Linked DNA regions of Triticum aestivum: region 1 is linked to region 2. A link is a contact called in public Hi-C data. All regions are on one chromosome and are shown on one strand. The core of a region is the stretch at or near the end of the contact, and the rest is flanking DNA. Distances in the headings are between cores, read along the strand shown. Region 1 holds the start of LOC123104625 (la-related protein 1B). Region 2 holds the start of LOC123104623 (histone-binding protein MSI1).

Region 1 (6,312 bases), core at 3,680-6,179, 220 kb after region 2:
TTCTCTTCGAGGGGCACACCTATGCTTCTCGCACAAACAAATTTGTGTCTCCACGAGAAGCAAATATGTGCCTCTTTTGAAAGCAAAAGAAATGTGTTTATTTTCCTTTTCTGAGAGGCAGAACTGTGCCTCTCAGAGATGCAAATCTACGCCTCTCATGAAAGAAAAATAACGTGTTTTTCTTTTCTTTACCAAGATGCACAACCTCTTGCGAAAGCAAATTTCTGGCTTCACGAGAAGCAAAAAAAACTTTGTTTTTTTTCTAGAATCACAACTGTGCCTTTTGCGGTAGAAAATATGTGCCTCTTATAGAAGCAATTTTTTTTATTTTTCGAGAGGCACAACTACGCCTACACGAGAAGCAAAGTTGTGACTTTCGTGCAAGAAACGGAAACACGTTTCCTATGCGTGTCTTCTGAAGAAAAAATCAAAATTTTCCCAAAAAACTAGGTAAAGTCGCTAGGGCTACCCCTTAATTAATTGCGCTACGGGTGCCCCTTAATCTTTTTTTTTCTTTGAGAATCTGCCCCTTAAATTTTTTTGAGGGGTTGCGCCTTAATCTTTTTGAGTGCCCCTTAATAAATTGCTCTCATATGTCCAACAGAGTCCATTGCTAACTGGGCCTATCCTGAGTTATACTTGGATCATAAGTAATCGCAATAAATTGTACGTACTGTTGTTTCACTCGATTCGCACCGCTGATACCCAACAGGCCCGTAGAGGTTGCAAACTGAAAAACAGCATTCACATTTCCTGTTTCCGTATGCACGCTGGAGATGAAAATGAAAAGAAAGAATATAATCCACGGCCATTCTCAACACTACAGAATATAAGGACAATGTCCCTGCGGCTGCATCAAACACTAACTGTAAGCCCAATGATACAAAAGAACAAACTGGTGTATGCACCAAAATTTAATACAGTAGGGAAATCCTGTGAGATAAACCCCATATATCATCCACAACAATCCTCAGGACGCATCATCCATGGCAACAAGGGAACGACAATTTCTTTTCAGACAACTATACAGCCAAAAGAAAAAAAGGATTTGCACTTCTGGGATTTATTTCCTATTTATTGCTGTGTTTGCCCCCTTACTGCTTTGTAATGCGCTTTTCAAGTGCAGCCATCATGTCCGACCTAGACAAACAAAATCGTCCGACTCTGGAAATGTAACCCCGCTGTACATACATGGTCCATCTATCACGGGATATCCTGCCCGTAATCAAACAGACGATCTCTTCTAATCGCTTCTCCAGCAATAACAAGCAGTTTTGTTTCATCACGGAACCTGAAGAAAATACTTGTGTTAGTACCTAAAGTACAGTTCGATCGGCAACCAAAAAGCTCAACGAGTGAGGCTACTGTGTGGAGGAACTGGAAATCTGGTACCAACCTAATTTGAAGGTGGTGGGCCTCGGTGGAGTAACCATGCTGCCCAATCATTGCGTCTTCGGACATTATTTCCCTGTGGGCACACCAGTGGTAAATCATGCAGGCATATGACATGTCAGATGTGCCAGATCATGATCATTACAACAATCACTAGAATGGAAAGATAAAATGTAAAGCCAGTGTCGACGTACCTGCACTTCCAACAACTCAGAGCCTCGGATAGAATCTAGTATATAGTTGGTATCTATTCCCAACATTGTGAACCTGGTCAACTGCGAGAAAACAAACCCAGATCATTACATATATTGATATACACAATCAAAACCGCCGGTGTGACGAGTAAAATGAGGTCACCAATATACGACTTCAATGCTAGTTGGTGATACATCAAGGTAATCCGCCATTGTGAAGTATTCATTTCGCAAAAGGGGTTAAATTTGCATTTGCTAGATGCTAAATGAAATATGGTAACCTGGGAGGCTTAAGTGTTCATTTCTTAGAATAATAGAGGACTAAAAACTAGGGACACAGAAATTACTAGTAGATTCTTAGATGCAATATGGCAACCTTGGTGGACCTAAGTGCTGAATGTACTCTAAGCAATCCTATAATCTCCTAACATAAATGCATTTTACAAAGGAAAAACAGAGTTTTTAAAAACAAATGAAAACAAAAATAAAGAGTTGTCAAACACTAAGAGAACAATGCAAAGATGCTCCAGGGGTACAGCCATGTACTATTAGGGACTGCCTGTCAACAGCTAAAACCTTCCTCCAAAGCACCAGCTTCAGTTCCGTACTCCCACCACTTTCTTGGTTTATAATCTTGAGGATAAATTTGGGCATAGTTATATTTAGGTGAACTCTCAACCCTAGAAGTCATCATTGAAGTATTAATGGATGGCTATATTTTGAATAACAATACCGATTTGGTCATTTCACCGATTTGGTCATTTCACCTACAAAGAAAGTGCTACTCAAATGCAAATGTCACTCGTAATAATATTTTGCAAAACAGCCCTAAATTTTAACTTGGAAAGAAGGTAACCAGCAAGAAGGTTAAAACTGAGACAAAGTTGGTATGCAAAAAATACTAATCAAACTCACGTTTGTAGAATCTGTAATTTTTCACAACTACTGTTGGCAATGTTAACATATTAGAACCAAATGATATTTCTTCGAGAAGAGAACAACTGAGCTCGAGTAATGTAGCAAATCTACCGTAGAAGCACTACCAAACAAGTTAGTATACTTTTAAATAAAATTTCCAAAATATGAAATGTTAGAACAAATTAAATTTCTGTGATGCACACGAGATTAAGAGTTGTAATTTAGTACTTACAAGTATCTTCTATTGTCTTGCCCAACAAAATGGCAGCGATCTCATTTTATAATTTTGTCACATTTATAGCAACCACAAAGAACATCTGTAGTGTCATGCCTTGAATTAGGCAAAATGTGAACCCCCCCCCCCCACCTCCACCACGCACAGAAAGAGCCGCAAGTAATACGTAGACAGGTAAATGCAGATACAATCTTGTCGTTTACGAAACAAACTCATAAACTCATGTCGTCCGTAGAATACAGTGTACTAAATACATTTCCAAGTTCTGGTCATGCAACATAAGTTATATATAATATGTGAAAGTACAATCAGCAGAGGTACCACACTAGCATTCAACCTGTCATCAAAGAGATTTAGAACAACACATAGGCTACATCTTGATTTGACATGAAAAAAGGGAATCAGATGAGAATTAAAAAACAGACCATAGGAAATGAAGCGATTAGATCAATAGGCACCCATCCTTGATTATCCATACGTTCCCTCAAGTATGTGTCGTGGCAAAGATTATTAGTGCTAACAAGAAAAGAAATAAAACAAACAATTAGCATAAAAGACACTAACTCCTCAAGAATTTTCAAATAGATTCAGTACCTAAAATAGTGCTCGATCTGCAGCTGAATGTCACGTTGGAGATTAATTTGATCTTGCTGAAACGCCAATGGCTGCATTGGCGGCCGGATAAGATGCATGTTTTGAAACTGCTGCTCAACTTGTGTGACATAGTAAGGATAGGAGCCTTGTAAATCGGCTGCAGATTGCCACACCAACCACATTACATCAAAAAGAAGAATTTGAATCAAAGGATGACACGGAATGAACTGACTTACCAGGATACGGAATGGGTTGAACATATGGCACAAAAGGTTGTGGCACCATGAAATGGGCAGCAGCAGGTGATGGCGGTGGTGGTCGTTGAAATGGTCCAGGCTGGTAGTAGCCCGGCTGCTGCTGCTGCACTGGCAATGCACGGGAATAGTTCCTTGGTGAGAAATTACTCCCTCTTTCATGGTCACGGCGATTCCGACCACCACGAGCACCAAAGCCATTACTATTACCACTACCATGTCGGGCATTATTGTTCCAGTGGCCGCTGCCACTACCGCCGTTATATCTGTTGCCCCCATCACCACTGCCGGTGGCATTGTTGTAGCTGCCACCACCACGACCGTTGCCATTCCAATTGTTACTGCCGAACACTCTCCTACTATTGTCAATACCACTGCCACCAATGGCGCCGCTATGAACACTAGAGTTCAAGTTGCTGCCACCATTAAGACCCCCATCATTCCAGTTACCGTCACCACCACTGCTGCTGTTCCCATCACTACTGTAATTACCAGTGCTCTGGCTATGAGTGCTCACATTGCCACCGCCGCCCTCTCCATTGTTACCACCGTTACTGCCACCATGCCGAACTAAAATTGGCTGGCCTGTGCTGCTGTTCTGTGGCGGCGAGGCCGTGGTGGTGGCAGTGGGAGGAGGAGAAGTAGAGGCAGAGCCTGGACTTGAGGCAGTGGAGATCAGAGTAGAAACTGACTGTGGCTGCGGCAGCGGCACCAGTGGCACAATCGGATCCTCCTGATTTCATCCACAGATTCATTCGTCAGACACCCAAAAAAATTCATCAGGTTTTGCTGAAAAAAAAATTCTAAATACGGGAGATGGCTTCCTAGATACATCAGCAGTAGACGTGTGTTGATCGCGAGATTCAGTTACCGGCGCGGAGGGGGCGGAGCCGTCGGAGAGGGACTTGAGGGAGTCGGAGGAGGAGGACTTGGGCCAGGCCCGCGCGGCCGTGTCGGCGAGCGCCGGCCACGACTCGTCGCCGCCCATGATGCCGCCGACGGGTGCCGGGGGCGGCGGCGGCACGTTCCACGCCGTCTTCCTCGCCGCCGCATTGCCGGGATCGGCCCCCTCCGCCTGCGCGGCCGGATCGCGCGGGTTCTCCCGCGACGGGGCCTGGGGCGGCGGCGGCGCGGCGATCACCGTCGGCGCCGGGGCGGCGCTGGCCGCCGGTTGCGTGGGCGCGGCGCCTCCAGCGGCCGGCGACATGGCGGGGCGAGGCGGGGCACGGGGGCTGGAGTTCCGGGGGAGAGGTTTTGGATTGCGATTTAATCGGGAACGGAGGAGACGAGGGGGAGGCTGCAGGCAGGGTGGAGGGGACAGGCAGAGGCTGGAGAGGGGAGGAGTAGGGGGGAGGGGGTGGAGATGGAATGGAGCCGGAGGGGAGGGGAGGAGCGGCGGCGGTGGAGGGGTAGGTGGGAAGTTCTAGGGCAACCCGCGGGGCATTTCCGGGAAAAGGCACGCCCTCCCCTCCCCAGGACAGAATGATTTTGTTGTGCGTATTTCCCAACTGTCGCCGCCGCGCTGCTCCTAAACAGACAATGGCCGCCTGTCAAAAAAAAAAAAAACAGACAATGGCCGTGCTAAGACTGACACATCACACATGTTACCAGCTTATTTTTACTTATAAATTTCAAAAAATATCTACTCCCTCTTTTAAATATAAGTCATTTTAGAGATTCCAATATAAACTACATGTGAAGCAAAACGAGTTAATATTTACAGTGCAGAATGCGTCTGTATACATCTGTATGCAGTATGTATTGAATTTTTTTAAAATATCTTTTATATTTAGAAACCGAGAAAGTGTTTTACTTGTAATAAACGAAAAAATGGAATTAGCACGTCACCTCATGTACACTGCTACTATTAGGAGGAGGAGTGCCGTACGTGCATAGGATATGTGTGCGATTTATCGGCAGCGACTCTTCACTGGTACAGTAGGAGGAGGAGTCACCTCATGTACACTGCTACTATTAGGAGGCACGCTTTGCATGACCACCCAGCGACTCTTCACTGGTACAGTAGTGTGTAGACTGGCTAACAGTTAGCTGGTCCCGGCTTCAGACCAGGAGATCGTCTCCACGCGCTGATCAATACGGTCGTGTAGTGTTGTTCGACTCTGTGTTTTGTAGTATACGTACTGTACGTGAGCAGTGAGCAGTGAGCAGCGGGGGCGCGGGGCGACGTGGAGCAGCTGCCGTTTCGTCCCACCGTGCGTGTTTGACCCTGAGTTTTGTATGCACGCCATTAACCAGCAGCACCCCAAGGCGCGCGCGCAGACTGTGGCCGCGCCCATGGCCTTCTTCTCGCCCATGCGTGATGCGTCACTGTTCTGACGGGAGAAGCTAGGACCACTTCGCCGCCCGGCACCGTAGAAAATGTAAAGAAAATTGACTGTAAACGCGTGGAGTAGTTTCCTGACGAACAAACAAAAGGGAAACTGTCACCGCTGTGGTGACTGGCTAGTGAGACGCGATAGATAGACTCCATTTTGGCACGACTACTTGCTGACACGACCCATGTTGTGGAGTCAAGGCATCGAGGCAATCGCTGCATTCACGCATGCATCCATCCATCCATCCAGTGCAGTTGCCAGCCAGCAGCAGGCTCCTTCCTTGTGGTTTCCCCCGTGCATGTCTCCTGCAGGCCGCCAGCCAGCCAGCCAGCCAGCAATTTCTAACTCAGCGTACAGCGCCTGAGAGCTAGACGCCACACTATACAGTG
Region 2 (6,014 bases), core at 1,499-3,998:
CCGGTTTAATTTTGTATATTGCTACAGAGATAGTGAGCATTTGTGCAGGTGGCCAACTGCCTCTACATTTTTAGTATCCAGATACAAATAATCGTAACATAATATAAGCCATTTTACTTCAAGATTTTTTTTTACTGGAAAGAAAAAAATGACTGGTACATTTTACTTCAAGATTTCACACACGTATAGTTTTTGTATGTCAAGAACACAAGAGATATTGAGTGCTGATGGGTACATGAATTTAACCCATTTGCCAGCTGAAAGGAAAATTATCTTGCATATATTTTTAGAAGTGTTTGACGTTTATAACAGAAGGCAAACTTTACCACCACCCCAATTTATTATCCAGTGGCGCTTTACATGGTTACATTTGATTGCACTTAGTATTTCGATATTTCCACTTTTCCTTCTATTTTCAGTGGTTATCTCAGTCCCCGATTATAGAAAACCAAATCCCAAATAAGCTGAACCTAACTTTCAGTTTAACCAAATGCCCACCCTACTATGGGGCACACCGGCATAATAAACCATGGGAAGTCGCTATATATTACAGCAATCAGAGATGAAGAGAGGAATCATGTAAAGGATGATATTAGGCATATGGGATACGCCATTAACGAAGGCAATCACTCCAAAGTCCAAAGTGCACAGGTAGGCAGGAAGATTTGAGAAGATGTCCATAAACATGGAATGATTTACTCAAAAAAAAAAAGCTTAGCCTTGGACTACACTAGCAGGTAAATTACAACTGAAACCTACAATGATGAACTAAAACATTAAATTCATGACATTTATCATCCATAATAGAAGCCAGGTTTTGGGTTAATAGTGGTCGCAAAGGTCAAGGAAACTGAACATCTTGAACTACAAAGGTCAAGGAAACTGAACGTCTTGAACTACAAAGGTCAAGGAAACTGAACACGGTCAAGATTGGCTGTATTTATCACAGCAAGTGGTCCAGTGACTGGTGGACTAGATTGGAACAAGTTTAAGTCAAACCTAATAGCAAATGAAGTTTTTGTTTTTGAACAGAGGTCAAGAAAATTGAACATTTAGACTGGCTGTATTTATCACAGAAAGTGATCTAGTGACTGCTGTACTAAACTAGCACAAATTTAAGTCAAATCTATTATTCGGATAGATTTTGTGTTGCAGCAGTTTAAACAGACAAGCACATGACACAATACTAGCCAAAGCTTACACTAAAATGAGCTACACTGGATATGGAAACACACAAATGATGAAATGGTCGAGCTTACAAAAGCATTAGTCCTCATCGTCTTCATCTGAGCTCCCGACGTCGCTATTGTACTCATCGCTGCTAGAACTGATAATGTCAAGGTTCACAGCTGCGACCTGTATTGGCTCTTGGGCCCTTGGCACCATTGGCTGCACCCCAACAGGAATCGGTACACTGGGTCGTTGTTCCTCAGGCTTGACAGCAGGAATGATGCCACCCAGCTCGATCGGGTCCCCAGGCTTCCATCCAGGTGGCGGCATTGGAATAACAGGAAGCAGAGCAGGCAAACCTTTCTGCCAACCTGGTGGCACTGTGATTGGTAGCATAGATGGCCGTGGAGGCTCTTCCTCCGGTAGCTCGAATAGCGGCATGGACTCCATCTCTGCTGTGACCCCCTCCTTCGTTTCCAGGGGTTTCTTGGGCACCCCAACATCCAAATCAGCAAACTGATACAGCTGTGACATCCGCAGCTCGTTATCCTGTGGCGCAGGCGGCAATGCACCCCTCAGAGGCAGCCCAGCACCATGCTCCGGCGGTGCAAAGGTCGTGTAGCTTATGCGATGTGCATAGGTCAAGATGTCATCCAGCTTGAGCTTGGAGTGCAGGGATGCGCCGAAGTCGCCCTGCGACACCGGCTCGGGCTCGTCAACAGCGGCGGCGCCGCGCGGGCGCTTGGGATCACGGCGGTAGTCGGCGTAGTCATCGACGAGGCGGTCGAGCACGTGGTGGGCCTCGCGCAGCTTCTTCGCGAAGGCGAGCAGCGAAGCATCCTTGGCGCGCGCCTCGCGAGCGAGCTTGGCGCGCGCGTCCTGCAGGTCGAGGGTCTCCTGCAGCTCGGCGACGGTCTCGAAGAGCTGCGTCTGGAGGGAGGTGAGCATCGACATGGCCTCCTTGGTGGTGGAGACCGGGGCCGGCAGCGGCGTAGGCGCCGCGGAAGCCGACGACGACGGTAGGAAGTTGGGGAGCGAGCCCCGGTACGACGAGATCCAGGCGGCGCGGTTGGGCGAGAGCTCGAAGAGGTTGGAGGCGAGGGAGGAGATGAGGTGGAGCAGCGACTGCGCGCGCGGGAGCGGCGGCAGGAGCGGGAGCAGCGCCGGCGAGGTGGTTAGGGTTGGGACCGCGATTCCGGCCGCGGACGGGGCCGCGCTCGCGGACGGCGGGTTGGCCTGCGGCGGCGAGGAGGTGGGGTTCGCGGGAGACTGGTTGGGCGGGAGCGACGGCGACGAGGCGGTCACCCCCAGCCTCGCCGGCGACGGCATGTGCGACTGCATCATCGCGGCGGCGGGGGCGACGGACTGGGGAATCCAACGCGAGGAGCAGAGGCTCGTCGACTAGCCGGGCTATTAGGCACGCGAGGTCCTCTTAGTGGGATCCTGGGCCTGACGTGAATATGGGCTTGATGACTTCTTTTGGGAGAGATCTGGGCTTGATGACAAGTCAGGCTTGTCAGCCCAACAAGCCCATATATCCGCAATAAAAGCTCGCCTTGAAACCCTCGGCTTCCTCACCACCGATCATTTTGGCGGGAGAGCAGCAGTTCGCCGCCTCCACTTTCCCGCGCAGAGCAAATCAGCAATGGACGGCGGCGCCTCCTTCCAGGCCGTCGCGGCCGCCGCCGCCATGGAGATGGAGGAGTACCTCAACTGGAAGAAGAACGCGCCGGTGCTCTACGACCTCGTCATGTCCCACCCGCTCGAGTGGCCCTCGCTCACCGTCCAGTGGCTCCCCTCGGGGTCCCCGGCCTCCGCCCGCTCCCACCGCCTCGTCCTCGGCACCCACGCCTCCGACGACTCCCCCAACCACCTCATGCTCGTCGACGCCGTGCTCCCGCTCCCGCCGCGCCTGGCCGCGGCGGCCGCCGCTGAGGGCCGCGCCGTCCCGGCCCCGTCCGTGTCCATCGGCCGCTCGGCGCCGCATCAGGGCGAGGTCAACCGCGCCCGGTGCATGCCGCAGCGGCCGTACACCGTGGCCACCAAGACCTGCGTCGACGAGGTGCACGTGTACCACCTCGGGGAGGACGGCGACAAGGGCGGCGCGGATGTCGTGCTCAGGGGTCATGGCGCGGAGGGGTATGGGCTGGCGTGGAGCGCGATGAAGGAGGGGTTCCTCCTGAGCGGCTCGTATGATAAGAAGATTTGCCTGTGGGATCTCAAGGCCGGGAATGGAGCCCCGGTTCTGGACGCGCAACAGGTGTTTGAGGTAATGTCCCAACGTATGCTCCTGTGCTGTTCCTGTTCCCCGCATTTATCTTGTTTTTCATATGTGATTTTAGGAATCTTTCAGTGGCGGAGCTTCATGGGGGCCAACCTGGGCGGTGGCCCCCCCAGCCCAAGAAAAAAACACCTACTACTCATTAGTTTTTCTGACATATGTTCAGTAAAAATAGCCTAAATCTCATAGTTTTGCCCCTCCTTGGCCCATTGCCCCTCCAAAGATTTGGCCCAAGCTCCGCCACTGGAATCTTTGAATAGTATAGTATATACTGTGATCCTAGTGTAGTAGCAGCTAGGACTGGAAGCAGAAGTGATTAACACTTCTGCCTTCATAAGAAGTGTGGATACCCGAAGCACTGGACTCAGTCATAACAACACCAAGAAACCTACCACGAATTATGATGTCCTTCGTTTTCCATTACCCAGAGCACATTCAGTTGAAGTCGCTGAATGTGAAAAGATAATATAATGAAATCCAACCGAAAGTCCTGTAAGGATGATCACATTCAGTGCCTACAAACCTGATATATTGGAACTTCCCCTGATGCACACAATTCTTCCATATCTGGTGGCTAACCAGGCTAGATACATCAATCTTGCACATGAACGTTCTGTATGTCATTTTTCTTCACTTTTCAGGCATATTGGCAACAAGATTTGTCTGATTTGATGTTCTAAATAGCAATTTGTGTTGGGCAAGAGATGCGCTCCTTCTGTTATTATTCATCAATTCATGATTCATTTGGACTCAAAGAAGTGCTGTCTTCTGACATCAGGTTAACCAACCATTGCGATAACATGAGAACACATAATAACAATAAAAGCTTCATGGTTCCTCTTAAGCAATTAGAACAAAATATCGTCACCTTGGTTGCCACCACAATTCATCACTTCTGTATGGTGCTCTATTTTGAAGACTGGACTTGAAATAAACTTGTTCGCTGTTTGCCGTGGTTTCATACGAGGAAAATTAATGTGTCAGCTGGATGGTGAAAAACATAGTTTTCTATGATTTGGAAAGACTTGCTGAGTTGAGTACCTGCTTTCAGAAATAATAATGCAGAGGGTGGAGACCTTTTTCCTTTTTAGCAAGTAGCTGATGAGCATTGCGTCATTTGCGCTAATATTGCTACAGTCGTACTTCTTTTATGCTTTCAAATGAAATGAGCTTCTTGGCCCCAGATCACCCTCCAACCACAAGCCTTATAGTTCAGGACCTAGCTTACTCAAAAACTACTACAGCAGCTAACACTAAGTTTTTTTTTGCGGGGGAGCAGCTATCACTAAAATGACAGTTTCATAAACCATTATTACAAATTACTCAAAGTTAATACTTCTGCCTTCATAAGACCTGTGGATACCCGAAGCACTCATAACTCGTAAGTCATAACAATGCCAAGAAATCAACCACGAATTATGCCGTCCTTCGTTTTCCATACCCAGACCAGTATATGTGAAAGGATAATATGATGAAATGCAACAGAATCTCCCTGAATGGATGAGCAAATTTAGTCGAAGTCACCACTTCATTCACCGTTTTGTCTACTGTCTGCAAACCTAATATATTGAAACATCCCCTGATATACTCGATTATTCCATATATGGAGGCTAACCAGGCTAGGCACATTAATCTTGCACCAGAAACGTTTATTATGTCATTTTTCTTCACTTTTCAGGCATATTGAAAATAATGTTTCTCTGATTTTATTTATAAAATAGCAATTTGTGTCAGGCAAGATATGTGCACTTCCTGTTATTACTCATCAAGTCACACTTCATTTGTAATCAAAGAAGTGGTCTCTCCTGACATCAGATTAACCAACCGTCGCGATAACATGAGAATGCATGATCTCAACAAAAGTCTCACAGTTCTTATTAAGCAATTAAAATAGAATACCATCAGCTTGGTTCAGGGGCGGATCTACAGGGTGGACAGGGCGAGCCCACCCTGGGATTTTGGGTCAGTCTGTCTAAAAAGCCCACCAAGCAATTGGCAGCCTACTCGTCCTGATCCGCATGCACGCACAGCCGCACCGCGTCCCGAATCCCAACTCTGATTCCCTCTATGGTCTGCGCTCCGGGTCTCTACTCGACGCCTGCCTCCTGGCCGTCTCCGAACGCCGCGGCTTTAGTGGATGTGTGCTTTATCCCCAGGAGGCTAGGAGCCGCCCGCTGCCCAGTGTCCAGCAGTGTGCAGCAACTAGCAGTCCACCATCCAGCAGCCTGACGCAGCTTGGTTGTCCTCAGACCTCAATACCGTCCCATTCAAAAATTTCTTATTGATTGCATCTTAGTTCTTTATTGATTATTCATTATAATTAGGGTTTGCTGTGTGCGTTTTGACATTGTCTAATTATGATTATTGATTCATTTGGCCTTTCTGTCTCCATTGTGACATTGTCCAATTAGGATGCAAAATTCAGACTTTATTGAGAATTTTAATATATTTGTATGCCCAAATTGATCTATTTCTATATTGCTATTGGTAAATCAATTAGTCCATTGGCATGCCGTATTTGTTATCCAACTTTTTTTGTAAGGTGGACCATCCTGTTTCAAAA

What was found. Hi-C and Micro-C count contacts between places; a contact is called where the count stands out from the background.
Region 1: a contact with region 2 is called in a Hi-C map of leaf, with 6 times the contacts expected there. The contact joins the promoter of LOC123104625 here to the promoter of LOC123104623 in region 2. A contact is called at or near these places in 3 of 5 Hi-C or Micro-C datasets (leaf and root) and 1 of 1 datasets of contacts at active chromatin or transcription factors (leaf).

What each region holds. Positions count from the first base shown.
Region 1 is chr5A:541,231,733-541,238,044 of IWGSC CS RefSeq v2.1, forward strand. LOC123104625 (la-related protein 1B) reads right to left here and starts at 4,930. Exons shown (of 7, transcript XM_044526504.1): 1 at 4,459-4,930; 2 at 3,570-4,320; 3 at 3,334-3,490; 4 at 3,165-3,255; 5 at 1,587-1,667; 6 at 1,397-1,468; 7 at 858-1,291. The coding sequence starts at 4,794. The coding sequence ends at 1,397.
Region 2 is chr5A:541,015,791-541,021,804 of IWGSC CS RefSeq v2.1, forward strand. It overlaps LOC123104623 (histone-binding protein MSI1), which reads left to right and starts at 2,749. Exons shown (of 5, transcript XM_044526503.1): 1 at 2,749-3,439. The coding sequence starts at 2,816. It overlaps LOC123104622 (mediator of RNA polymerase II transcription subunit 4), which reads right to left and starts at 2,577. Exons shown (of 2, transcript XM_044526502.1): 1 at 1,260-2,577. The coding sequence starts at 2,514. The coding sequence ends at 1,267.